Linked DNA regions of Mus musculus: all the other regions are linked to region 7. Evidence: chromatin contacts called from public Hi-C and HiChIP or PLAC-seq data. All regions are on one chromosome and are shown on one strand. The core of a region is the stretch at or near the end of the contact, and the rest is flanking DNA. Distances in the headings are between cores, read along the strand shown.

Region 1 (3,587 bases), core at 984-3,483, 620 kb after region 7:
GGCTGCCCTGGACCGAAAGGACTGCCGCTATGGGCTGTGCTCTGGGCTGAGCCTGCCTGGCTCCTTCACTTGGCGGCCACGTCATGCTTCTCCGTCCTGCACTATTCTTAGCCATGGCCTCTCTCCTGTCTTCCACACTATCCCAGCATGGTGGATCTCTTTCTTCTTCCTCCTCTCTATCCCAAACTGGGAATCCTAAAGTTCTGCCTCTGTCTTCCCTGCCTTGGCTGCTGGCATCTTAATTTACTAATCAGAGCCAACTAGGGCCAGGTTACCTGAAGCTACATTCAGACACTCATGTAAGCAGTTATGGTGACCCAAATTAACGTTAGAATAAAAGCAGTATTAGGCCAAACCCACTGCAGTCATTAACAGTGCAGCGTTCCTCCCTCCTTGGGCAGACTCTTCTGGCACTCAAAACCTTGGGAAGTGAATTGTTGACTCCTCTCCCACTTCTGGCAATTTTGTCCTTGTTATTGCCGAAAAAATATTTTAAATATTTTAGTTGCCTTGTTTCTTCTTGGGTTCTGTCTCCTTTTTTGGAAGTTGCACTACTGTTAATACTGAAGCTGTGGCTTTTCCAGTAATTTGATTAAACTTAAGCATAATATCTGGCAAAGAGAACTTTGCGAAGCAAACGCGGCACAAACACCTTGATTTATGAATCTTTAAAAAAAAATTCAGTTTTGATTACATGAATTGTATAAGATTCCGAGGCATTAAACACTGATACTAAAGAGTAAGGATTTGATAAGAATGTCAAATTTTAGTTAAACCATTCCCTTTTGGGTAGAACTGATAGACCTTTAACAGTAAGGAAGCTCTATACCATTTTTGATTCATAATTAGATTAAAGAGGCGCGTATATGTTCCATCATGTGACCAATTTTTAATCCAGATTACAGTTAAAGGAGCTCCTTTATATACTTGTGTTATTGCTACAGAGTAAGATTATACAGCCACCCGAGTTCACAGCCACACATGCAAGAAAAAGGCAGTAGCAATGGCCTATGAAGGATGAACACTTAACACCAATTAAAGACACAGGGGTTCAAGTTAAAAAAAATTGCTCTCCATATATGTGAAGATTTATACTGTAACATCAGGCAAGGTGGAAGCCCACAGGAAGTATCCTTTTTATTTTACTTTTTTTTTTTTTTAGAAAATAAGTAATTATTCAGGGTATGTAGCAGGGCAAACAAATTCGAACTGATAAGCTTGGTTGTATGACTTTTGCTTGGAGTACTCACATCTATTTCTAAGTATGCATTGCCATGAGCATTTATTTTTCTTTTTACAAACAACCCTATTAAAACTTTTAAATTTCAAATTGTTTTTAAAAGTATGAAGTGGCATTTGGTTTGATCCACGTGACACAGCCTATAAAGAGAGCCTTTTGTGTTAGATAAACATCAGTCAATTTTAATTTTCATTAAATTAATTTTCATTTCAAAATAATTTTATAATTTTCTGTTTGATGATCTTATTGAAAGGGATAGAATCATTTCTTTATTTCTTATGACAATATAAATAAATTATAATTTTAAAATGTATTTTCAAAGCAGAAGCACTCTGTCTCCATAAAATTAACTATTCCTACACCAGCAGGTTTGCCTGCACTGTCTAAGTATCACTATTGAGAATAACCTTGGGTGATTAGTTTTGTTTTGAAGCAGAAGAGAATTGTATTAAAAGGAGAAAAAAATGTATCCCGTGGGCTAAAATAAGGATTTTGTTTTAAGAACTGAAACTATCTCTGTAATTTGAAGCATAGCACCCCTAAAACACAAATAACCCAACATCGGCAGATGTCTCAAACCTTGTAACAAGAAGTTCCTTTGCTCAGTCTTAAAAATTACAGCACCCAAGCTCTTCTTTTCTCAACTACACCTCATGTAATTAATTCTGTTCCTAAATTAAGCACTTTTAAAATAAAACTCAGAAGTCTACCTTGGCCTTTCATCATTAAATAACCAACATTATGTCAGTGAATGAATCAGACACAACGCTTTTACCATGATGAAAGATGATGTATAGAAACACCCAAACAACAAACTGTATGAAAAAAATCTGCTTATATAATCTATTTTTGAGAGAAAAGACAGGGTTTCTAAAATGCTTCATACCTGTTTTCAACTAGCAAGGAATCAGGAATTATAAAAATTTGCACACATCCCGCCTGTCTCTTAAAATAGCACTAGACGTATGTGAAAACTTCAAACTAAAGCTTCCTCCCACCCCCACATTCCAATCCAGGACATTACAACCACAAATGCCTTGAGATATTGGCTGATTCACTCCTGTTCTAAAGCTGTCCATCTGGCTTTGAGAATGACTGTGATCTGAAGACTCAAGTTGACTTACTCGCTTTGCTTCCTGCCAGCTTAGATGTACTTTGTAGGTGGAAAATTGTTGGTCTTTGTCCCTTCCAACTTGCAAGTAAAATGAAGCTGCCAAGAGATAAACACATTCTAAGTTTATCATGCTATTCTTGGCCTCAAACTACAAGCCATAAGGCAACTATTGCTCAAGGTACCGTGTTTACAAGTGTTCAGTCCTCCGCTCTTTCAGAGACCCAACAAGATGGAATTTCTTCCTGCCAGCCTATATTTTCTTTCTCCAGAGCTTTCAAATTCCTCAAATGCTTTTTAAATAATGGGAGAGAAGGATCACCTCTTGAAAGCATCTTCAAGTTTTAGATAGCATTAAAATTTTTAGTATATTTTGAGGTTCTTTCCCCAAAGCACAAGAAACTGTTAGACTTCATCCTTCCTTCAATTAGTATCACTATTCTGTATTTATTATTGTTCTACTTCAGAGTGGATGAAACTGTATATTCATGTTCTTTTATATAAGTCTCTTAAACTGTTGTCTGCTTTTCCTTTGTCATAGCTAACTTCTTGCTGTTTACAGTATTTCATTTAATGCATTGGTTATTATAAAACTCTGATGTCTCTTTTAATTAATGGAATTTGCCCCTTGGGTTGATATATTAAAAGAATAACCTAATCAGGGTTTAAAAATATTCTCAAAACCTAAGAAAAAACAGTTAATTTAGAGATGTAGTACTGAGTTAACTTTCTTCACAAATGTCTTCCTGGCTGCCTTGGGTAACAGGATGTATTGAGTTCATACATCTTAAATATAAAGAGGAGTATAGCTATAGCACATCCTATATTGGCACAGTGCATTGACATGTATTATGTATGATGTTACACTGTTTAAATTATTAGAAATCACATTAAAAGAAATTAAAATAAGATAGGGCTTTTTACCAAATCTAAGATATTTGGCAAAGACATAATAATCAAATTCAACTCTTGATTTACAAATAAGACTTTGAGTTCTCAGAGTTTTATAACTATATTCTATATCATGATTTCTTTGCATTTCATTAAAAGTAACAATCTCTTTATAGTTAAGTATAGTACATGCAAAAATTGCTTACAAAATTGGGCCTGTATTGTTTTCTTGACATAAAATATTAATTCATTCTGGAGATTTTCAAACTACTCTTAGCAACATACTTCTGGGATCATTTAATGCTGCTACAAATTAAATCGCTGATTACCTGGCAAATAAAATGA
Region 2 (3,756 bases), core at 33-2,532, 760 kb after region 7:
ATTTGCCTGAGTGAAAACATCTGGGATAATTTTGAGAATTGCTGGGTTTATTTTTCAATTATCTTCCCTTTATGACAAGCAATGTCAGTGATTTTTCTCCAATAATTCATTTCCATCTTGTCTGGCCACCTGCTTCTAACCTCACTACCCTTTCACTTTAGCTAACTGCACAGTAATAAAAATAAAATGACAAGCACTGCTACTTCCAGGCATGGGGACTCAGCACTGGTACTGCTTAGGAAGCCACTAGGAATAAAGGATTCCTTAACACACAGTTGCTTTTATCCAAATCATAGAACTCAAAGGAAACACGTATTTCTATGTATGTGTAAATTATTTTAATATAAAAATTCAAATGTAGAATACGTGCAGTGAATAAAAAAAATATGTTTGAATCAAGGGCAATTGTAGGTGTAGGCTTCCTAGCACATATAGTAACAACAGGTTTATTTTAGTGATGAAGAAATGCAATACAAATTAATACGAGGATTTGAGCATAAAAAGAAAATCTCTTAAACGAACCAACCATGAAAGGAAAGAACGGGCTAAGACATCAAAAAGGAAGGTCTGAAATGATTAGTTTTCTTTACACAAATTATATATGGAGATTTATTTTATCTGGCTAATTTTTTTCTGACAGGTGTCATTTTTCTAAGGAAATGTTTCAAGAATGTTGTCAAATTTAGAAATTACCAGATGCAAGTCATTTCAGATAGTCGGAACTAGTAACCCCAATCCCTCAGGTGTTTAGTGAAGCTAAAACTTTCATTTTCTCTCCAGCTAAGCAAACACTAGCACAGAATGGCCAGTATTGTGCTATCACTCACTAAAATACACTATGAAGGAGTCAATTGAAACAACCAATTTATAAAATGTAATACTTATTCAAATTTTAGGGAATATTAAATTTTAATTTGTTGTTATTATTTTATGTTAATTACTACAGTTCTTCCAGGGAGTTAATTTTATCAGTAATTATCTAGATTTTTTTGCATCTGTGTTTATGAATAAATAGTTTTAAGTTTTTATTCCTGGTAAGTAACATAAACTATGCTAGTTAAACCTGATATTTTATTTCCAAAATTCTGGATAATACAGTTTTATCATGAAAAATAATTATAACCATAGCTCACTGTGCCCCTAGTTTCTTTTCCTATAGTCAGTGATCAGTTTCTCTGAGGGCATTTTCTGATTTAAGTAATGACTAACATACTCTGGCCCTCATTTTGTCACAGTGTCTAAATATCGCTGACCAAAACTGAGGTGCAGGTACACTCAGCACAGAAAGAGTTGCTAGCAGTCCTTGGGTGGGAACTGCAAGCAAATGTGTTGTCTTGATTTGTAAAGGGTTTTAATGTCATCAATAGTAATTCAGCTAAGAGAGAGTTGTAAAATGCAGCTCAAAATGTAGCAAATTGCATCATTGTTAGTGCTTTAGAAATTTAAAATATCTGCAGCAGATGGTAGAGCGAGGAGCAGTGTCTTGCTTTCGTGTCTCGGAAAAGTTAATGTCATCAGAAACCCTAGCATTGATTGTGGCTTCTTTGGCCTGTTAGGAAAAAATGTTATTTATTTTCTTTTGAATAATAGTTTTTCTTAGAAATATTTTAGAGAGGATGAAGAGATCAGTTTTCCTCAGAGAAATGATTCACTTTCGAAAGAACTAAGAAAATGTGCCTCTTATCTTTGGAAATGGAGAGCTGTTTTAGAACAACACACTTTGCTCTTGAGAAGAGCCCTCATTTACTTTTTCTGATTTGGGTTTAAAGAAGCCTAATAAATCGTTAATTTCATTCAAAATATTTCTATCAGTTTATAAACCTACCTGACTTTAATTTTAGTAGCACCATTAATGACTAGGTGCTTTTAACTCATTGATATATAAGATTAAGCTACCAGAAATTTCTTCTCCTTGGATCCTGGTTGTCTTGCATTTGCCCAGAGCATTAGACTGTAAAAATAAAATAACATGGATCCAATTTTTGGGGCAATACAAAGTTTCTTAAGTTGAAATTGATAATTGTAAAACATACTTGTTATTTCCATGCAGCCCTGAAGACACTGAGCATTTGATGACTTTAGTTTTGACATCATGCAAAGATCAAAGTGAAAAAAAATAGTAAATAAAATTGCCTTCTGTTTATTTTGTGGTCTTTGGGGAATTCTACTCTCTAAAGGAAACAAATATAACTAGTAGCCAGTCAAATAGGAAACACTTCACTGGAGATTATTATGTGCAAATGACCTTGGGTGTGTATTATGGAGGCTACTTGTACTTTTGAGACACTCTTGACTATATAAATTCATCTAATTGGTATTGTGTGACTTATGCATGTTAACTTACCTGTGTCGTGTTTTTTTTCTTATATGTAAAATAGAATTAATAGCTACGGACTAAAGTGTTGGGTGTGGGGATTTAAGATGGATAATGGTATAAAACGTATTTAATAGCGTCTCATAAATAGCAAGACAAGAACAAAGGTTTCAACAGTTATTACTGATATGTGTAAAATAATGCCACAAAGTGAAAGTCTTGGCAGAAGTGTAAACATGCATATAGGGAAAACTTATTAGAACAAAAGCTCTAGATAATAAATAGTTTTCTAGACAAGGGCTCCAAAATTGTTTTCTTTTAGTTATACAGTGGTAACTCCAAATTAAAAAGGACTTACTATTTTCAACATTCCTTACTTTAATTTTCTCTATTCCTTTATACTGTAGTTTCACATTCACTCTTTCATCCCATTTCCAGTGGAAAAAAAGGCTTTATGCATACTAAGCAAGCACCCGAACACTAAGCTACAACAGTATAGCTACACACACACACACACACACACACACACACACACACACAGAGAGAGAGAGAGAGAGAGAGAGATGCATGCAGACTAACTTTGTTTTTTATGCTAACATTACATATGTTGATAAGATGATGACTAAAGTAGAGATACATATAAAGGTAATTTCCCTAAGATAAGAATGCCACCCTGCCCATCTAGCTAGTGCTCAGCCTCCCTGAATAATTATGTAAAAGAGAAGAAATGCACTTATGGAAAACAGGGATATTTTCTTTCACTGAAAATTTGGATCAGGTTGAGTGTGTATGTGTGTCTGGTCTCTCCCCGCCCCTGCTCTCTGTCTCTGTCTCTGTCTCTGTCTCTGTCTCTGCCTCTGCCTCTGCCTCTGCCTCTGCCTCTGCCTCTGCCTCTGCCTCTGCCTCTGTCTGTCTGTCTGTCTGTCTGTCTCCTCTCTCTCTCTCTCTCTCTCTCTCTGTGTGTGTGTGTGTGTGTGTGTTTGTGTTTGTTTGTGTTTGTGTTTGTTAGGGCATGCATATAGTGGTCACAGGACAACTTAGTGAAGTCAGGTCTCTTTCCAGCTTTATAGGGGTCCTAAAACTCAAATGCAGTGCCTTTCTCTGCACAACTGCATTATCTAGGAGACATCTCTCTGATTTAAAGGGGCATTTTCATTCAGTGCTTGTCACTTGGTCATCATTTTAACTGACTTGTTATTACTCTATACTTGATCTCTTCCTTCAGATAACACATTCTATGGACTTCTTGTACGTGAAAGGAAAGGTAGATTAAACAAAGAAACAGCAAAAAGAAGGTGAGAGAAGACTGTTGCTAGGCGTGCTAGGGAATATTCTAGAGGACTCTTTTTAAAGATCTTTTATTCTGCTGTTCAGTACTTAACTTGTTTTTGTAGTTACCAGTCTATAGAGAGTCTTTTCTTTCAATTTAACATTTTGGCCTT
Region 3 (3,297 bases), core at 514-3,013, 680 kb after region 7:
AGAAATAAATGTGAAGAGCTGGTGATTTATAATTTCTCAAATTATTTTTCATAAGCAAATATTTCAGTAATCTCAGTTTTATTATACAACTTGTAAAAGACTATATATTTTGTGGAATAGTGAGCTTATTTGAGTATGATCTCACAAAAGTAGAAAGTAGGAATTTGCTTTGATCTTATTCCCGATAAGATTTTAAGGTAAATATTATGCTAACAGTAGCTGTCTCAATAATGTACGCCTCAAAACCTTATAGATTATTAACTGCTACATCATGTGACCATAATTTTTATTGGAATCAGAATTTAGATATCTCAAAAAAATTGTCTGAAGGATTCTTTAGGCTAGGCTTAGAAATCTTATTCACGTGAAAAGATTTTTGTAATGGACATGAATTCATTTCTTTAATTTGGAACTCTGATTCCTATTTGTATTAATTACTGAAGTGTGGTTTTGAAAATTAGCGACTTCCACAAAATTTTCTAGATCTCTACCTATATTTCCTTTATAAAACTGACATATTTTACTATTTCTACTTACTATAACTCCGTGCTTTTCATCTGTCAGCCTTGCAGGACCAGGTACTTTGAGGCAAGAAGTAGAAATGCATTTGCTCTTCTGCCTGCTGATATTTAACCCCAGGTTTGTCTGCAGGAATTATTTACGAAGCTCCATTCCCACTTCTTGCTTGTGAAGCAGAGTGGTGTGCTCATCATGCATATATTTAGCACCCTAATCTCTGCAACCAGTTTAGCTGCTTGTTATACTTTTCATGACATTTCCCTGTATGCTTTTTGACATCTGCTTGCAAACTCCTGCAGCCTTTTCAATCCTGATATGCACTTGTTTCTTCTGATGTTGTTATCATTCTCCTTAGATATGCAGATATGTTGTTTCCCTTGAGTCTTGTCCCTACAGCCTTCTAGAAAGTCTGTTCTGAAGACACAACCACATTGCTTGCTTATTTATTTGTTTGGAGGTTCATTGCGTTTACACGTGCGCACACACACACACACACACACACACACACACACTGTCTTAATCCTTAGCATTTGCAAATGATGTCACACTCCTCCAGTGTTAGGCTGAATGCCTCCAGTTAACTGTTTTAGGTTCAGTGCACTTAGAAATAAACACAACAAGAAAATTAGGCAATGCCATGTATTTTTCAAAAGCAGTGTTTAAGACCAGCTTTCTTTATTGCTCTGACAATATTCTTTGAAAATACAGTTCTTAATGTTTCATGAAGATGAGTATCTACCACAAATGATTTGATATGCCTGAGTAATTAGCAACACAGGTTCAGTCTCTTCATATTGTATCACTTTGTGACAACAATCGCTGTTCCTGATCATCAAAGCTGCATTAGTTTTTTTTTATATTTTCCAATAAAAAACACTATCTGTGCAAATTCCTGACACAGAGCCATACCTTCTTCAGATCTCTAAATTTTTTAAAAGGCAGGATCTTTTGTCTCCCTGGAAATATAACACACACATATAATGCAATTTATATCTTTGGAAAAGATTTCTGCTGCTATGCATGCAATACAGTACCCATGAATTTAGGTAGCCAAAACAGGATTTTAGACTCTAGAATTCACTCCAATTATTGCTTCTATGGTTCATGAAACTTTAAAAATCTGTGCTGTATTTCTAATTCCTGAAACAAAAACCTCTCTTCTTTCTAGGTTCTGATTTCAGAAGACATTTGGATAGTAGTTAATTGGTAACAATCTGTCAGTGCTGAAGGGAAGCAGCACAGGGCTGAGTTTCCATGAGCGCTGAGTAGTGCTGTGCCTCACACATAATGCTTAAGTCAGTAGCTTAACCCCCCAGAATATTTAACGCAGGATAAATTGCCATCACAGCATCTGAAGCATTTATATTACTCTGTATTTGGATTCAATTTGATGAGCAGCAACACATCTCTCCCAATAATAGTAATTGAAAAATTCGCTCTCAATGTGATCCTGCCCCTTCCTAAGTCACTAATAATATCTGCCACAAAATTTAATATTTTTTGGAACATCAGGCATTGGATTATAAAAGCCATCTACATTTGTAAATGACTCAAAAATAGCAATTGACCCACTTTAAAAAAACATTATTCTATCATCATGATAATAAAATTGTTTTTAATAAACTAAATAATATTTCTCTTACACTATTGTAAGTATATTGTTTTACTATCCTGGAGAATAAAAATAAAACAAAACAAAGAGAGTAGCCCTCTAGAAATATTGACTCCTCTCTGGCTCTTTAAATGTTGAGCTAAGTATATGAGTTATTAAGGTGAAATAAGTTGCTTTCAGCAGTTGTTAATATATCATTAATAATCATACATGCAATAAATAACAACATATGAGTTATTTCCTAAGAGATATATGACTGCAAATTGCAGTAACAAATCACAGCGTGAGTAAAGCATGCTCATTACTCTCATGTGTACAGAAGCTCTTTTAACAACTGTATTCTTTATGGTGAAGCTCACCCTAATTAGCCTTGCAGATTCCTTTGGGAATGTGTGCAGAATATTTGACATTGTGATGTTCAAGCTACAGTGGGGGAGGAGTACACCATTTCTTCAGCAAGAAAGCTCCAGGCCACAAGTCTGGCTTCCTATTTAGTCCCTTGTTTTAATATATGCATTGCAGTGAAAGTAAATAGCCTTTTCAAACAAGTAGATAATAAGGGTGTTTGGAATTAAATGACTAATTAAATCAATATTAAACATGTAAGCTAGACAGTAGAGTGAACTAAATTTTTTTCTTAACGGTCTCCTATGCAGATGATGTGTACACCAACTGCATTTTGTGTGTACTTGAATACTGAGATTTGTATCCACAAATGTAAGAGTAATATAATTTTTAGTGTCTGCTATGTTTGAAAGCAAAGCAGACTTCATATTTTTTAAAGAAAAAACAAGGTTGAAACACATAAAAAAAAAAAAACAGCATATTTTCCATGTCAATGAAACATTATACGTGGATTCTGCTGCTCGGTTAGCATATAGCTTGTTACTAAATCAGACCTTTCCTGCAGTGAAAAAAATTGCATCTTTTCCTTGTAATACTTGACAGCTTAAAGTTTAATGGAAGCAAGATATTTTTTTAAAGGTATATAATGGGTTGACACCATGGAAGGCTGCTGAGAGCTCACATACTCAGAAATAGCATGCACTGAGAGTAAGCCCTTGCTTCTTTTTAAAAAAATAATAATCTCCTAGTGTTGATAGACAAAGCAAACAAAGGAAACAACCTTTTGTTTTCTTAAAGTAAGCTGTTTGTTTCATTCCAAA
Region 4 (3,681 bases), core at 156-2,655, 560 kb after region 7:
ACATATACATATATATTCATGTATATAGTTTTATTTAATCTGTGCTATAAATACATTTTAAGTAGACATTTGAGAAAAATAGGCATCCTCTAAAATCCATGCTCTTGGTTTTGGTTCTCATTGTATTTTTCTGCTTCTTAGTCTCCATTCATCACTTTTTGAAACTTAAACGTAGAAAAGTGAAGGAGGAGCAATATTCACGCTACACCTGTGAACTCCCAGTTTTCTACCTGTTCTAAGGTTCTTTCTCATTATCTTCCTCAGAGGTAGCAGGTTTCCATCAGGCTTTCATGATGTTGAAAGATCACTACAAAGTTCTACCGTGTTACAGCTTGGAGGGTGGTGTATGTGCAAAGAAGTTGGGTAGAAAACATAGTGAAGTCTTTCCAAGCAAGAGCATAGATGAGAGCCAGAGCGTGGTCGAGCTGTTGCTTGGCTTCTGTGCTGAAGGCTTTGAGGCTCTGATCATTAGGCTCTTGTGAATTTAGTATATATTAAACAATTAATTTTTAGAAAAGAAAACATCTGGTTTTTAGCTTGGATGATTTTGATGCCATGACATTTCTATCTTACTGCTAGTGGATGTTCTCTGTATTTTCTTCTGACTATGAAATTGTACCTAAATATTTGATCTAGTTACATGAGCCATAATAAACCTTGTATTATCAAAGTGTTTTTTGTTTTAACAATAAATTGCCACAATAAGTCTGAAAACATTGAAAGCTCTCCAGCACTTCTTAAAATATATATAAAAAAATACCTCAAGTAAAAGAATCCAGAGATTTGGGTATTTTGGGAATTAAAAAAAATGTTTTTATCATTTGGAAGTAAAAACAGACAAATTCACTTCTTTTTGTTTCTAACCTGACACTGTTTTCTACTAAAACTAGAATTTAAAAACAAAATTACAAAAATAGAACAATGTGCATTCTGTCTTTCTCATATATATCATAACCACATCTCATCTTTTTCATTTTAATAGTAAGTTAATCTTTATTGTGGAACAGCTTCTGCATGGTGAATGTAAAAATGAAAAAAAATATACATGATTTGGAGAATAAAAACTACAACGTATCAGCAGCAACTAACAGAAACTGACACTGATCCTGGTGAAAACCTCACTGGCATTTTATTCCTTAAATTACGAGAAAGTGTGGTAGTGGGTGACAAGGCTTAGGTTTCCTTTCCACCATTGATACATAAATGTCTGTGCTTTTGTACTGACTGCTTTACTTTTCAACATAGAGTCTCTATGTAACCTTAGCTGTCCTAAAACCCCAGTGTGTTGATTAGACATGGATTTTTTGGGTGAAGATTTAGTTAAATGAGCACTAGTATAACTACTCAAATGAGTATTCATAACCACTACTTGTTTTATTATAGAGCAGCAACAAAATGGCAGAGACGACAGCTGCCACATCATATACACACACACTCCTTCCTACACAAACTATGCTTTGTACATCAGATGCAGCATAAATACCATGGCATGTGGCAGTTGCTATGGCAATGAGCTTTTTTTTTAATGAAGAGCAGATGGAATCGGCATATAAAACTTGCATAAGTTGTTAGTAATCTGTGAGTTACTGCAGACTAGTTGCTGAAAGAAACTTTAAAATTCTAGCTTTTCTAATTCTTCATATAATGAGTTCAACTCTCTTTTTTCTCTTTGCCTAGTTCAGTTCATCTTGGTATCCAAATGCTAGTAGAGAATTGTTAATTATTTTTCCTGTGCCAAAGAACTTATGTAGACTTGTAAATTGTATAGTTGTATTTTCCAGTCTTTATTTTTTCAAATAAATTTCTATTTTGGAGTTTTTAAAATCTGTCTTACACTAAATAAATATGTACTTTCAATAGACATATGTTAAATTTATTTTAGTTAAAATTCACATTATATATTATACAGTACACAATGATGTATATTATATTTCTAATTCACAATGTATATAATAATACTGAGAAAATTATAAAGTTCCACATAGTATAAAACTGCATAGCAAACAGGATGAGTATGTTGGGTTAGCTTTGGTGTTAGCTGTCTAATTGTCCAATCTTGGTAGGCTTTGCTTTGTATCAAAGCTATCTTTATGTTGTAACTGCATAAGAAAAGGGAGATTTCACTGAAACTCAAAGAATAATTTGTGATTATAATTCCCCAGGCAATTATTTCAATATGAAAACTGATTTTCTGTATCTTTTTTGAACACAAAATTGCAAAGATGTTTTAAACAAAAATTCAGCAGCTACTTTGTTTACTGAGAATAACGCTTTACACAATGGTACCTGTTTGGGCTAGTCCAACAACTACATTCCCGGACAAGAGAATCATGAAGAAACAAATAAATTTAAACAGATTTCTCAAATGGGCAATAGAGCCTCAGGGTTATCAGAGTGGAGCAGCTGTTTAGGATCTAGGCAGGACGTAACACATTGGCAGTGGGTCTCCTCGATGTCTCTTTAACGTTTGACACTATTGTTCAATGCAAATCTTAGTTTCCCTCTCTCTGCATCTGTGGTTCTGCTCTTAATCTTCCCCTGCAAATTTTCTACCACAGATTAGAAAAGGTCTGTGGAAACTGAGTGACATGCATAGAAAATAATAATTAAGCCAATTTTTATTTATACCATGAGCTTACTTTTGAAAATGTACCCCCAACTGAGCCAGGCTTGCAGCTCAACTTTGTACTTTTCATTTATGCAAGGACAAAAGTAAAGAGAAAGTGTCATGGTTTGCAGTTCTCTGATAGTCTCTGCATGTGAGAACATTGCACCGCTGGTGACCATGTTTAGTCTTGTGATACCCTGTGCCTCTACTTGGACCAGTAATGAGTGTCACCGTGTGATATTGCAAAAATGTTTCAGTCAGCCGTTGATGTGTGTTTCATGAATGATGTCCACCTCTCCTTTTGCCTATGTGCTCTCAGGCATCTCTCATGGTGATTGCTCATGTGTAAAACTCTAGGAGGGCTGGAATTCAGAAGATTCATTATAGCCTCTTTGCTCTGTCTCCGTACTGATGGTGCACTACAGGAACTGGGTTCACAAGCTTCAATATTCATTCACTCAGCTTATGCTTTGAACACTAACTTATCACAACATATTATGTGTCAATCTGGACGTGGAAAGTATGATATGGCCAGCCTTAGGTGCTTTTCTTTTCCAGGGATTGTCAGAAAATAGGCATGGATATACTTTTATTTTAAGTGATTATATATATTATATATACTTATTTCATATCATATTATGTTCATATAATAAATGTTTCTATATATTTATTACTATAAAATTAGAGAATGTGTTGGTGTGATAGGAGACTTGTGACAATAATTTGTCAAGTAGTCTAAGGCAGTGGGAACAGATCATCAAGAGAAGTGATATAGGTTATTAAAATTAACCTAAAATTAAAATGCCATCCTTTTCTATTTTGGGCCTTGATTCTTTTATATTTTCTCTGTTTTGCAGCATTTCCTAATTAGTTACTGTGCAAAAATACAAAATTCTTGAAAACTTGCTATTGTTGTGTTACACCAATTTCATCATCAGTTTGGAACTGATTAACAACTTCATGAATTTAAACACGTGCCACAATCACAACATATTTAAAGTTTATTATTTAACTTTATATTTAGACAGCTGTAGCTACCATGAAATAAATGACAAAGGAGGAAAGGATAGCTT
Region 5 (3,670 bases), core at 895-3,394, 650 kb after region 7:
TGTTAAGTATTATTTTCACTAACCTAGGTGTTTTTTCTTTCCATATGAAACTGATAATTGTTCTTTCCATGTCTATAAAAAGTTGTGCTGGAATTTTGATGTAGTTTGCATTGATTCTGAAGATAACTTTTGGTAGGATGTCCATTTTTACTATGTTAACCCTACCAATTCATGATCATGATCTTTCCATCTTTGAAGGTCTTCTTCAAGTTCATGTCATATAGATTATTTGTTTGGTTAGAGTTGCACCAAGATATTTTATATTATTTGTGCCTATTGTGAAGGGTGTTGTTTCCCTATTTTCTTTCTCAGGCCATTTATCATTTGTCTAAAGGAAAGTTATTGAGTTTTTGAGTTAATATTATATCCAGCTACTTTGCTGAAGTTGTTTTCAGTATAGAAGTTCTCTGGTAGAATTTTTGGTGTTGTTTTATATACTATCATATTGTCAGTGAATAGAGATATCATGACTTCTTCCTTGATAATTTGTATCCTCATGATCTCCTTTTGTTGTCTTATTGCTCCAGCTAGAACTTCAGGTACTATGCTGAATAGATATAGAGAGAGTTGGTAGCCTTTTCTTGCCCCTGATTTTAGTGGGATTGCTTCAAATATCTACATTTAATTTGATATTGTCTGTTGACTTGTGGGTGGATATAAGCTTAATATAAATATATATAAAAATAAAGATAAGAGGAAGTGGAGAAAGCATTGTCATCCAAAGGAATGGGTAAACACAGTTCCTAGGGAAGGAGATCTCTCTGGACCAAGAAGTATTCTGGATTTCAGGTATGATTTGTGTACAAGACTTTGAATTTGTGTGCCCATAGTCAGGACATACAGCTCATAATATGATTCTGACTATCATATTCAAATTGCTTTCATTTAATCTTCTTATTTTAAAAATTTTAAGTTTGAGATCCTTTGCATAAAAGAATGTAGTTCAAAAATGGAAGAGAAAAATTGGAGGTAAAGTGTAATTATATTCCCCAAATTAAACTAAATTATATGGTAATAAAAATAAAAATATGTTAAATAGTCATGATACCTGATTTACAAAGTTGAGAGGAAGTCGGTTGGCCGTGGATCTTTGGACTTTGGTATGGTTGATGAATTGAGATACATTCTACAGATGAGGAAGCTAAACCTGAAAGTTTGTGTTTTGCCCCAAATCACACTTCTAAGAGATAGAGTGAGTAGTAAAATATTGCTTGTTTGTCACATGGCAAATATCAAGAAACATTTCCATACATTTTGTTTATGGATTCTCATGGTAAATTAAGGTTTGTTTATTGATGTACCAATCAATAAAGTGTTTTAATTTTCTTATATCTTTCCAAATTCAGGGTCAGATCTCTTGATATCATGGCACAGATTACCAAACATCATATTACCAAATTTCAGATCTCCAAAGTAGACATCTTTGTATGTCATCACCAAAGCTTCAGAACTTAAGCAATTCCATGGTATCATTGATTAACTCAGAAGTCCTCCTTTTCCAGTGGAATATTAATCTCTCTTGCCAAAGCATTATTTAGACTCCAACAACCTGAATATGAAAGTTCTTAGACATGTCTAGTGGCAAGGGAATCCTTAGATTTCTTCAAAATCCTTATTTTGTACAATTATTTAAAAAACAGTCTTAAAAGAGATGTGGGCAATCCATTGTTTTCTTCAAATGGGAGGGCCTTATAAGTTTCACTCCTGCTTCTGATCAACCGCATCCTCTTGGACTTTCAAGAAATGACTCAACTGTCCCATAGTCTAATTTAGAATTCTATAGCATATACCCTCTGAATGAAGGATGTCTGTTGGATGATATCTTGTTTCCAATCTACTTGGTGCCTCAAACAGCAGTGTGTCTAGAAATACTAGTCTCTGCTACTAGAGCAGAAATCTTAAAGAGCCATGCAAATTGGATCCACCCGGCCTTTAACTTGGGCCAAGTCTTCCACAGTATGTGCCGACACATTCTTACTTGACTTGACTGCATAATAGAGATAATTATAAGCACTTACTTATCTCACAGGGGTCTACTGAAGATTAATTAGTTAATGTTGGCAGAACAAAGGTGCAATATATGTGCTAAGTATTATTATTATTACTGTGCCACTTATCTTTAAAGAATGTTGTTTCGAAAGTCATAGTGCCTATGTGCCATCTGCTCACAGCAGCCTTTACCATCTCCCTACTCAGAGACTGAATCCGGTATCTGAATAAATAGATGTGCTCAAAAAAAAAAATCTATCACACCTCCATCTGTGCTTGTGGAATATGAATTCAGACACAGGCAGAGATGCAAATCGATCACAAGTGAAGAGGCTTCTCCAGTCTCAGAGTTGCATTTCGAGATGTTGCTCTAATATTCCCGTTCTCCACTTCTGAATCCGCTCACTCACGATGTGCTGCTTCCCTGAACGTATTCTTCTGCCTCATAAATAGGGTGTCATGTTAGAGCCTGAAGCTGCCTTCTCCTTTTGTTCCCAGGAAGTTGAGAAAGAAAACCTCTCAAGAACATGTTCACAGCTGATCTTCTGATGAAATTAGTTCTGTGATTTTCAAGCTTTAGATATTAGTATAATTATCAGAAGCTAATGAGATTTTAAAGGTTTCTATAAGAAATCATGATTTTGAAACTTCCATTCTGCCATAATTATAACTAGGTTACAGACAACATGACATGATCTATGACCCATTTTTACTAATGACTAAAGAATGAAGAAATAGCTTATGAATAAGCATTCCTTTCCTAACATTATAGAGCATTACTCCTGTGAAAGCTTTGAAAATCAGAGAGATTAAAACTCTAAACTGAAATTATTCAAATGTCCCACAGACATCACTATTATAATATAAATAACCATTCATTTCTTTGTACGTAGTTATTGGTACAACAATAACAGATAGTTAATGCTCTTCCACAGTAGGCGTTCAGTGGAATTATTTCTTTCTGTCCACCATACTTCTCTGTTGGCCTTGAGACAGTACAAAGAGAAAATTCATCTTGTATCTGAAACTTACCTATTCCTTTCACAATTTCCACAGAATTTCTGCATACTTTGGTTTCCTTTTATCTAATACATGAATAAAGTTCCTATCTAATGCAGAGTTCACAACAACGTTATGTGGCTATGGAGATAATGAAGTGATTCATTAAAACTCTGGGATGTCTAACATGCATAATTTGATCTCATGGAAGATGCAAGTCATATTTGAAATCAATTCATCTCACCTAAATTATGTATCCACCTTATGAATTGCTTAGGTTTTAAAGTTATAAGGATAAATCAAATATCATACCTGGCTTCATCTCAAGAAGATAAATCTATACCTAAATATATTAAAATGGTAAGTTCCATATTAGCCCATTTGAGCAAGTCTTGAGAGAGCTTGAGGGAGAGAATAAGTCATTTGGGGAGTCAGGAAGGATTTTCTAAGAAAATGATGATATTTGTGTCAGTCTAAGAAAGTTGAAAACTGCTTTATTTAAGAAGGGGTATAGAGGACTTACTATGTTTCCTGACCCTACACTTTGAAAGTACGTGTGTATGTACTTGAGCTATTTGTCCTTACATACAAACAATAAGCCCAGATATCCCTTATATTAAAAAAAAAAACTTTAAAACGTTTATTTATTTTATCTTAAATGCAAGACCCCTTGACCTTGTTT
Region 6 (3,301 bases), core at 346-2,845, 960 kb after region 7:
GTTAAGGATATTTCGGGATGCTTTCATTAGAAGGTACAAAGTACAGTTTAGAATCGGGCTTGGGGCGCCACTATGTGATTATGGCAAGACGTGCTGACCACTGGGATATTGCTGAGCCAAGTGGGCAGGGAGTTAGTCTGACCTCCTTGGAGCCAAGTCCGCAGGAAGCCACCACCCAGCACACCTCCTTAGGACAAGATGAAGCATTTAGTGTTCAAAATGTTCATATGAGCAACAGATGTTTTTGTAAGACAAAAGTATTGAGCATTTCAAGTTCTCTGTTTATGAACCTTCTGACCATTCTATTTTTAAAGGACCTGGTATCCAAAAAAGTCCCTTGATTTACTTTAGAAATCCAACATCCTTTCTGCTGTTTCATTGGAAGACAAGGATCCTCGTAGAAGATCTCTAACCACAACACAGTTTAACAGGCTGTATGGTTGTTTCCAGGACCTTGTTAAGAGAACCACTATAAAACTCAGGTATTTTGTTAGACTTAATACTTTGAGCTAAAAACCTTAATTTACATTTGAGGGTAAGAAATCATTTCTTTTTGCATTTCATGTTTAATGCTTCCTTCACTACTTATAAATCCCAAACTTGATGGTTATTTTTTCCTCTGTCTTCGTTCAGCCTGTTTATATAAAGCAGAAAAATCAAAAAAGTTAAAATGAGAGAGAATTTGGAGGTGTTATTTGATAACCATGACAACTCAGGAAGCAGAAAGAAGAAATTTGAAGTCTATTATTTGTTTTAGAAGTAGGAGAGAAGCTGGCAGTGGATACACTAGTATGCTTTTACCTGGCACACTCGGAAGCCTGGAGGAATGGAGTGAAGCTGGAAAATGGGAAGATGTTCATACAAAATGCATAATAGGATATCAATTCATGCCATTTTATCCTACTGAAATATCTCCTCGAGCCTTCCAATTTGAAAACATACTGTTATGCACTGATATTCTCAAACTAACACATTACTATCTTTTTCTTCCTCTCCCATAACTAAGATACATAAACCATCCCTCAATAAGGTCTTTACTGAGATATATTTTATATCTTCCTAAAAATTATAGAAAAGGGTAAAGAAAGGTGATAAGCTAGACAAAATAATTTTGAGAAACTGTATTTAAACATTGAGTTAAGGTGTCATGGGTTTCAGTATGGTTCATTCAGTATGATTCAGATAAGTCAAGCTCTAGACCTTGTACAATTCAAAATTCACAGTCCAAGCTTGGGAGGCACGAGAAGCAAATATATATCACACTTTACCCAGGTTGCTCTGTCAAAACAGGAGGGGCTGTGCTGTTCAAAACTCCTTAAACAGAGATAATATCAAGAACAATGAAATTTGAGCTTCTATATAAAGAAGTAATTATATTAAATCCAGTCCTACTGCTCTGAAGTCTATCCTCACCCGTGAATGTATGCCTGCGTGTGTGTGTGTGTGTTTGTGATTTTCTTTGCCACATATTTGTCTCCTTTTTATGCCCTCTCTCATTGTTTCTTTTTCTTTCCTTTCCTCTTTATAATATATTTTAAGGTCTTCTCCAGCAATTCCAGGCCATCTGTCTTCACCATTCTAAATAAGCAGCCATGGACACATGGCTGCCTCCTCCAGACTGACAAAGGCTCTGGAGTACAGCTAAGAGAGATGACCCAACAGCAGTGGTGAAGAGCCCTAAAAATATTTAAAGGAAAAAATAGCAAGACTTACTTTTTTCTTCGCTCGACACCTCTTTTTTTCTTGAGTTTATTTCATGGTTTATCATTAGTATATGCCCTTACAGAATGCATTTGCATAATTGCCTGCCAGATAGATCTAAGCTTATTTTAAAGGTAACGGAATCTTATAGCATAAAAAGAAATTACAAACTTTAATTTCCTTTTATGTCAAGATTGCATACAGTCCCATGCAATACAACTGTAAAACATTAAAAAAGCAGGAAGGTGATAATATGTAGCAAACATTACTGAAATTTCTACTTCTGTACCAGATACAGGGAGTTCAGAAATGTATTTTTAGCAATTTAATAAGAATTTCATCCAATGAATAGACATGCTTTTTTAAATAACTCACATAAATTCTAAGACAGTAAGGACACCGTTTTTCTTTTTAAGTCAACAAATTAAAATTTTATATAAAAGACATTGGACGTGTTCCTTTTCCAGTTTTCTGCTCATTGATTTTTTTGTTTGCATAGCAAATTGAGTCATTTTATTCCCAGTGAATACTATCCTCTTATATAAATTTGTTGGTTTATTAAATCATTTTATCTAATGAGAGATATTTTAATTGGATGTAAATTATCACTATTTTTTTTACAGCAGATGCTGTGTGAATTACATGAACTTATATGAATTTCTGAGCTACTCATAAGTATTCAGAAAACTGCTGAAACCTGTTAGCAGAATAGAAGATAAGATACTTCTATTCTTTTTATGGGATGAATGCTGCATATGTAAAAATTGTTAGGCATTTTCTTCCCTGAGACGTTATTTATAAGCAAATGTCTCTTCATTGTCAAGTCTTATTATACAAGCTTACACCTGTATAGGTCACTGAAATATAGGCACTTCAGATACAGGAATACTGGACACCACCTGACATATCCCACCTCTTAAAGAAAGATTTTTAAATCATCCATAGGCCACCCGACAGCACTTTGAGTGATCTTTTTTATTTTTGTTGTTAATTTGGTTTGGTTCGGTTTTGCTTTTTAAATAAAACTGCTTCTTCAAAATGTTGATCCTATCTTAATTAGTTCTAATAAATTAATTTTTTACAACATATAAAAAGAAAAGAGTGATATAAAAATTTGTCCTCGAATTATATACAAACCACACTGTGTAGTTGCTACAACAAAATGGCAGCCAGGCTTTAAAAATATTAAAATCCTAACCACTTGAAATACATACTAGGATTTTGGGACTGACAAACATTTTTGAAAATGCATATATGCTACTAAAAGCAGACTTCCCAGGGCTCTGTGTTCTGTGGCTTATGTGCTGCGTGGTGAGAAGGACGTGTTGGGGAAGGAACTGCACATAGAATGTCATTAAGACACGTGTTCATCCGTGTGTGTCTTGCATTGTTCAGTGTTTTTTATAGAATGTTTCCCCTTTCTAAAAAAGCATGTAGTGGGTGTTCAGTGGGTTCTTTTGCTTTTCATTCTGTCAATTAGAACTTTGCAACTAATCCTAAAAGGGAAACAAAGTACAGTAGAGTTCCCAGCTTAAAGTTTAGAAAATGAGAGTCCTCATATTCAGAGTAAGATTTATACACATGAATGGAAAATCATCAA
Region 7 (3,396 bases), core at 459-2,958:
TTAGCTGCAGATCTTCTTTGTAGCAGCTACTATAAAATAAAACGAGCCTGCTAAGTATCTCAAGACTAACTCAGCGTTCAGTAAGTAAAATACATGACTAGGATCTTACTTTTAATTGTTGAAAATGATGCACAGCTTTAATGATATTATGATAATGGAATTTAAAACTATATATCTTTCTTTTGAAGGTTTTCTTTCCTGCACTTATCATAAATGCATAGGAAGTACATCACTAGGCCCGTAAGCATTAATAGTTTGCCATGACTCCCCCTCTACTTTATGTAATTTATGTAAAGCTTAAAGCATGATAAACATAAGAGTCTGATAGCGAAGACTCCTAATACACCAGTGGAGGTTAGTTACTTCAAATGGCTGAAAGGTGTGTATTTCTTATTTCTGAAATTTTTATTATTCTAAAAATTATTTCCAAATATTAATATGATTTCCAATTTATTCAGATGTGTGTTACTATTTGACAAGTTGGCCCTTCCACTGAGGACTGATATATATATATATATATATATATATATATATATATACATACACACACACACATATATATATATATATATATACATTTATTACTATTAAACATCAACATGAGTTGATGAGTGTTTACTTCATAAACCTGGGGTGTAACTCTGCTGCAACAAGATTAGAACCCTGAACCCCGAGAAACACAGAGGCTGATATTGTACATTTTTTGCTATGTTATTCCTGCAGAGAAGATTAACTCTCTTCATGTCATTATTTTACTGATTAGAGCAGTGTTTTTAATATTGTGGGGTATGTTAGTATTTGAAACACACTATTGATAAGGCTATTTTGAGTAATGAAGTAACTGGGCGGATGTTACCATCTGTGAAACAGGAAAACTCACTATCCACATCTGGACCAGATGTGAGTCAACCTTTACCCTGTCTATTCATTGTCTCCTTAACTGAGATGCATACAATACATATGTGGTTGCTTTGTTGAAAAGGCTCTGTGGATATGCTTGCTTTTTTTTTTAAAGCGATAAAACAAACTCCTAGTAATTGTAATTTTTCCATGATATTGTGGAGCAAGAATACAATGATTAACAATATTTCATTGCTTATTTTCTTAGCATATATAAACCAGGACATTATTTTTAAGGACAATTTTGTGAGATGTTAGAGAAAAAAGTGCCATACAAAATAATTGTAGATCACTTTCGACAGTGGGTGATGCTTGGGCGTTTCATAGAAAGTTGTTGTATTCTCTTATTACAACAAATGATTCCAAGCTGGTTTCTTTGGGTTTGAGGTGGGCCCTGAAATTCTTTATATCAAATTCTGTTAAAAATAAGAAAGGAAAACAATAAATGGTCTGGTCTTCTTTTTCAAGTGACATTGTCATTTGTCCAGAAGGGGGCGCTCTCAGCCCGTATGCAGCAAGAGCTCAGAGCAGACAGTCTGATCTGCTGCGAGGAAACTGTCTGAAGGGAAAATATCAACACAAACCATGCGTTTGCCGCTGGAGCACGCTGGACCTCATCTGCTTAAAAAGATGCACGGATATAGTCATCACAGTTCATAATTTAATAAACTGCTAAAAAAACCCACACATTTTCATTTTAGCGACTTTGGTCTCACAACTAAATTCGCATTGCTACAAAGACATTTGAATTTTGCACTAATATGTCATGAGCACGGCACCCACTGCAAATTAATGAGTCTCTGAATAGCACTGTGCATTTGTCATTTGAATTTATGCTAATGTAGTGAGGTCTCCTGGTGATGCTGATAGTCCATAGCAGCCGCTTGAACCAGAGAAGATGTCGGCACATCTCTCTCACTTTATAATGCGATGTCCTCTCTTGGCTTTTCTGTCCTGTCACTTGGGCGGAGATCCTGTAACTGGTTATTGATAGGGCTGCTAATTATCTTTGACTTTACACTATTGGCCTGACCCCCAACACTGGGCAGAGGTAATGGATCAGTGTTGAGAGAATTATGTACATCACACAGTGACAGCCTCGGACCAGGAGGTCAGAAGGAGTTCACTGAGAACCAATGGTATTTGCAAGGGATGTTGATATAGAAACTGTTGACGATTTCCAGAGATATTGTGTAATTTATGTCAATAAGTCAATCTAAGAAAGTCTACTTTTTGCAGATATGATGAACAGCATTTGTTTGTATGTACAAAAATTAGAAGCTCCCTACGCCTTCGTTTTCCTGCTCCTACTGTATTTACATTCAGTCTAAGACAAAGGTCTTAGCACTGCTTCTGGCTATCTGCATCTTCATTATGGTTGTACCCATTTCCCGTTGGTCATGTGTATGTAGTGACACATTTGAGTCTAATGGTAGGATTGCTGGCATATTGGGCATGTTGTAGGAAGGAAAATGAACAAATTACAAGCACTACAGAATGGAACATCAGTTAGTGACAAAAGGTTCTCAGTGTTTTTATCTTTAGCCCCAAGACTTAATTGTGAAATTAATTCCCCCCCCCTTGATTTAGTACTTATATTTGCCTCTCTTCTAGTTACTGAAAATAAAAATGGGCAGTTTACTCTAGTGTATTCAGAAGAATCAGATTTTATGATTACAAATAAAATGAAAAAGCAAATAAAAACTTGAAAGCCCCAAACAAAAGTATGTGTGTTAATTTTGCACCTTTTAAAATTTGTTTTTCGATGGTAGAATGTGTGGTTCGCCCCACTCCAACAGAGACAAACATGCAAACTTTTCTTACTATATTATAACAATTAAAGCACACATATGAGTTTTGATTAAAATATACCATTGTTACCATCCATTCCCAGGTCAAAAATGAAGTGGAGATAAATAAGAGAATTCTTGGATTATCTCCAGTAGAAAAGGCATCCTCTGGCTGATTGGGAGGATCGCTCCTTAAGCGACATCGAGGAGCACGGTATGGAGAACTGAAGGTGACCCGAGATCGTGCAGAGTCCCCAGAATGAAAAGGCTCCTCCTTGAACAATGAACGCTCACAAAGATGAGGAATTTATCTGCCGCATTGCAAGCGGCAGAGGGCAGGGACCCCAGGGGAGGCAAGCGTTGCCTTCCCTCCCTCTAACCTGTTGGCAAGGCTAAGGGTTAAAGGGCTGCTCTGGAGAGCGAAGCGGGGAGTAAGAAGGCAGCTAATAGATTCTTCACTACAGCTCCTCCTGTTTCCCATCAAGGAAGGGAGACGTTTTTCACTCTTCTTGGAAAAACTTTGAAATGTAAACTGTTTCGATTGATGGCTCCTTCTGGCCCTGGCAACTCTTTTTGGTAGCTGGTGCTCTTTCTGTAATACTTGTTAAAAACGTCTCTGTAGCAAAGATGTTGTTTTTTATGTGATTTTTTTTTTTTAAGTCAGCGCATGTGTGAGTACAGACAGGCTCTCATCTTGCACGGCGGA

Evidence for each region. Hi-C and Micro-C count contacts between places; a contact is called where the count stands out from the background. HiChIP or PLAC-seq counts read pairs in DNA pulled down with a chosen protein or histone mark.
Region 1: a Hi-C map of cortical neurons shows a contact between it and region 7, with 2.6 times the contacts expected there. The contact joins two enhancer-like sites. A contact is called at or near these places in 1 of 15 datasets of contacts at CTCF or cohesin (large pre-B cells), 5 of 484 Hi-C or Micro-C datasets (cerebral cortex, cortical neurons and forebrain) and 1 of 115 datasets of contacts at active chromatin or transcription factors (forebrain).
Region 2: an H3K27ac HiChIP or PLAC-seq map of SST interneurons shows a contact between it and region 7, with 7 times the contacts expected there. The contact joins two enhancer-like sites. A contact is called at or near these places in 3 of 484 Hi-C or Micro-C datasets (cerebral cortex, cortical neurons and nephron progenitors) and 2 of 115 datasets of contacts at active chromatin or transcription factors (SST interneurons and neural progenitor cells).
Region 3: a contact with region 7 is called in a Hi-C map of forebrain, with 2.8 times the contacts expected there. The contact joins two enhancer-like sites. A contact is called at or near these places in 2 of 484 Hi-C or Micro-C datasets (cerebral cortex and forebrain) and 2 of 115 datasets of contacts at active chromatin or transcription factors (embryonic forebrain and embryonic stem cells).
Region 4: a Hi-C map of cortical neurons shows a contact between it and region 7, with 6 times the contacts expected there. The contact joins two enhancer-like sites. A contact is called at or near these places in 2 of 15 datasets of contacts at CTCF or cohesin (large pre-B cells and pro-B cells), 5 of 484 Hi-C or Micro-C datasets (cerebral cortex, cortical neurons, embryonic fibroblasts and 1 more) and 1 of 115 datasets of contacts at active chromatin or transcription factors (neural progenitor cells).
Region 5: a contact with region 7 is called in an H3K4me3 HiChIP or PLAC-seq map of forebrain, with 5 times the contacts expected there. The contact joins two enhancer-like sites. A contact is called at or near these places in 2 of 15 datasets of contacts at CTCF or cohesin (large pre-B cells and pro-B cells), 1 of 484 Hi-C or Micro-C datasets (cerebral cortex) and 3 of 115 datasets of contacts at active chromatin or transcription factors (embryonic forebrain, forebrain and neural progenitor cells).
Region 6: a Hi-C map of cortical neurons shows a contact between it and region 7, with 6 times the contacts expected there. The contact joins two enhancer-like sites. A contact is called at or near these places in 1 of 15 datasets of contacts at CTCF or cohesin (pro-B cells), 5 of 484 Hi-C or Micro-C datasets (cerebral cortex, cortical neurons and forebrain), 3 of 115 datasets of contacts at active chromatin or transcription factors (SST interneurons, VIP interneurons and neural progenitor cells) and 1 of 9 other capture datasets (embryonic stem cells).

Annotation. Positions count from the first base shown.
Region 1 is chr13:82,560,423-82,564,009 of GRCm38.p6, forward strand. No RefSeq gene overlaps it. Among named protein-coding and RNA genes, the nearest start is that of Mir3961, 140 kb to the right of the region's middle. Within about 2 kb of position 2,234, at least 7 of the 459 cell types and tissues checked have an H3K27ac peak or open chromatin away from gene starts, as enhancers often do. A contact at or near this core is called in cortical neurons, where this site is marked.
Region 2 is chr13:82,706,494-82,710,249 of GRCm38.p6, forward strand. No RefSeq gene overlaps it. Among named protein-coding and RNA genes, the nearest start is that of Mir3961, 10 kb to the left of the region's middle. Within about 2 kb of position 1,283, at least 4 of the 459 cell types and tissues checked have an H3K27ac peak or open chromatin away from gene starts, as enhancers often do. A contact at or near this core is called in SST interneurons, where this site is marked.
Region 3 is chr13:82,618,453-82,621,749 of GRCm38.p6, forward strand. No RefSeq gene overlaps it. Among named protein-coding and RNA genes, the nearest start is that of Mir3961, 78 kb to the right of the region's middle. Within about 2 kb of position 1,764, at least 15 of the 459 cell types and tissues checked have an H3K27ac peak or open chromatin away from gene starts, as enhancers often do. A contact at or near this core is called in forebrain, where this site is marked.
Region 4 is chr13:82,506,911-82,510,591 of GRCm38.p6, forward strand. No RefSeq gene overlaps it. Among named protein-coding and RNA genes, the nearest start is that of Mir3961, 190 kb to the right of the region's middle. Within about 2 kb of position 1,406, at least 8 of the 459 cell types and tissues checked have an H3K27ac peak or open chromatin away from gene starts, as enhancers often do. A contact at or near this core is called in cortical neurons, where this site is marked.
Region 5 is chr13:82,591,792-82,595,461 of GRCm38.p6, forward strand. No RefSeq gene overlaps it. Among named protein-coding and RNA genes, the nearest start is that of Mir3961, 100 kb to the right of the region's middle. Within about 2 kb of position 2,145, at least 7 of the 459 cell types and tissues checked have an H3K27ac peak or open chromatin away from gene starts, as enhancers often do. A contact at or near this core is called in forebrain, where this site is marked.
Region 6 is chr13:82,906,291-82,909,591 of GRCm38.p6, forward strand. No RefSeq gene overlaps it. Among named protein-coding and RNA genes, the nearest start is that of Mir3961, 210 kb to the left of the region's middle. Within about 2 kb of position 1,596, at least 3 of the 459 cell types and tissues checked have an H3K27ac peak or open chromatin away from gene starts, as enhancers often do. A contact at or near this core is called in cortical neurons, where this site is marked.
Region 7 is chr13:81,942,808-81,946,203 of GRCm38.p6, forward strand. No RefSeq gene overlaps it. Among named protein-coding and RNA genes, the nearest start is that of Gm41009, 57 kb to the right of the region's middle. Within about 2 kb of position 1,709, at least 50 of the 459 cell types and tissues checked have an H3K27ac peak or open chromatin away from gene starts, as enhancers often do. A contact at or near this core is called in SST interneurons, cortical neurons and forebrain, where this site is marked.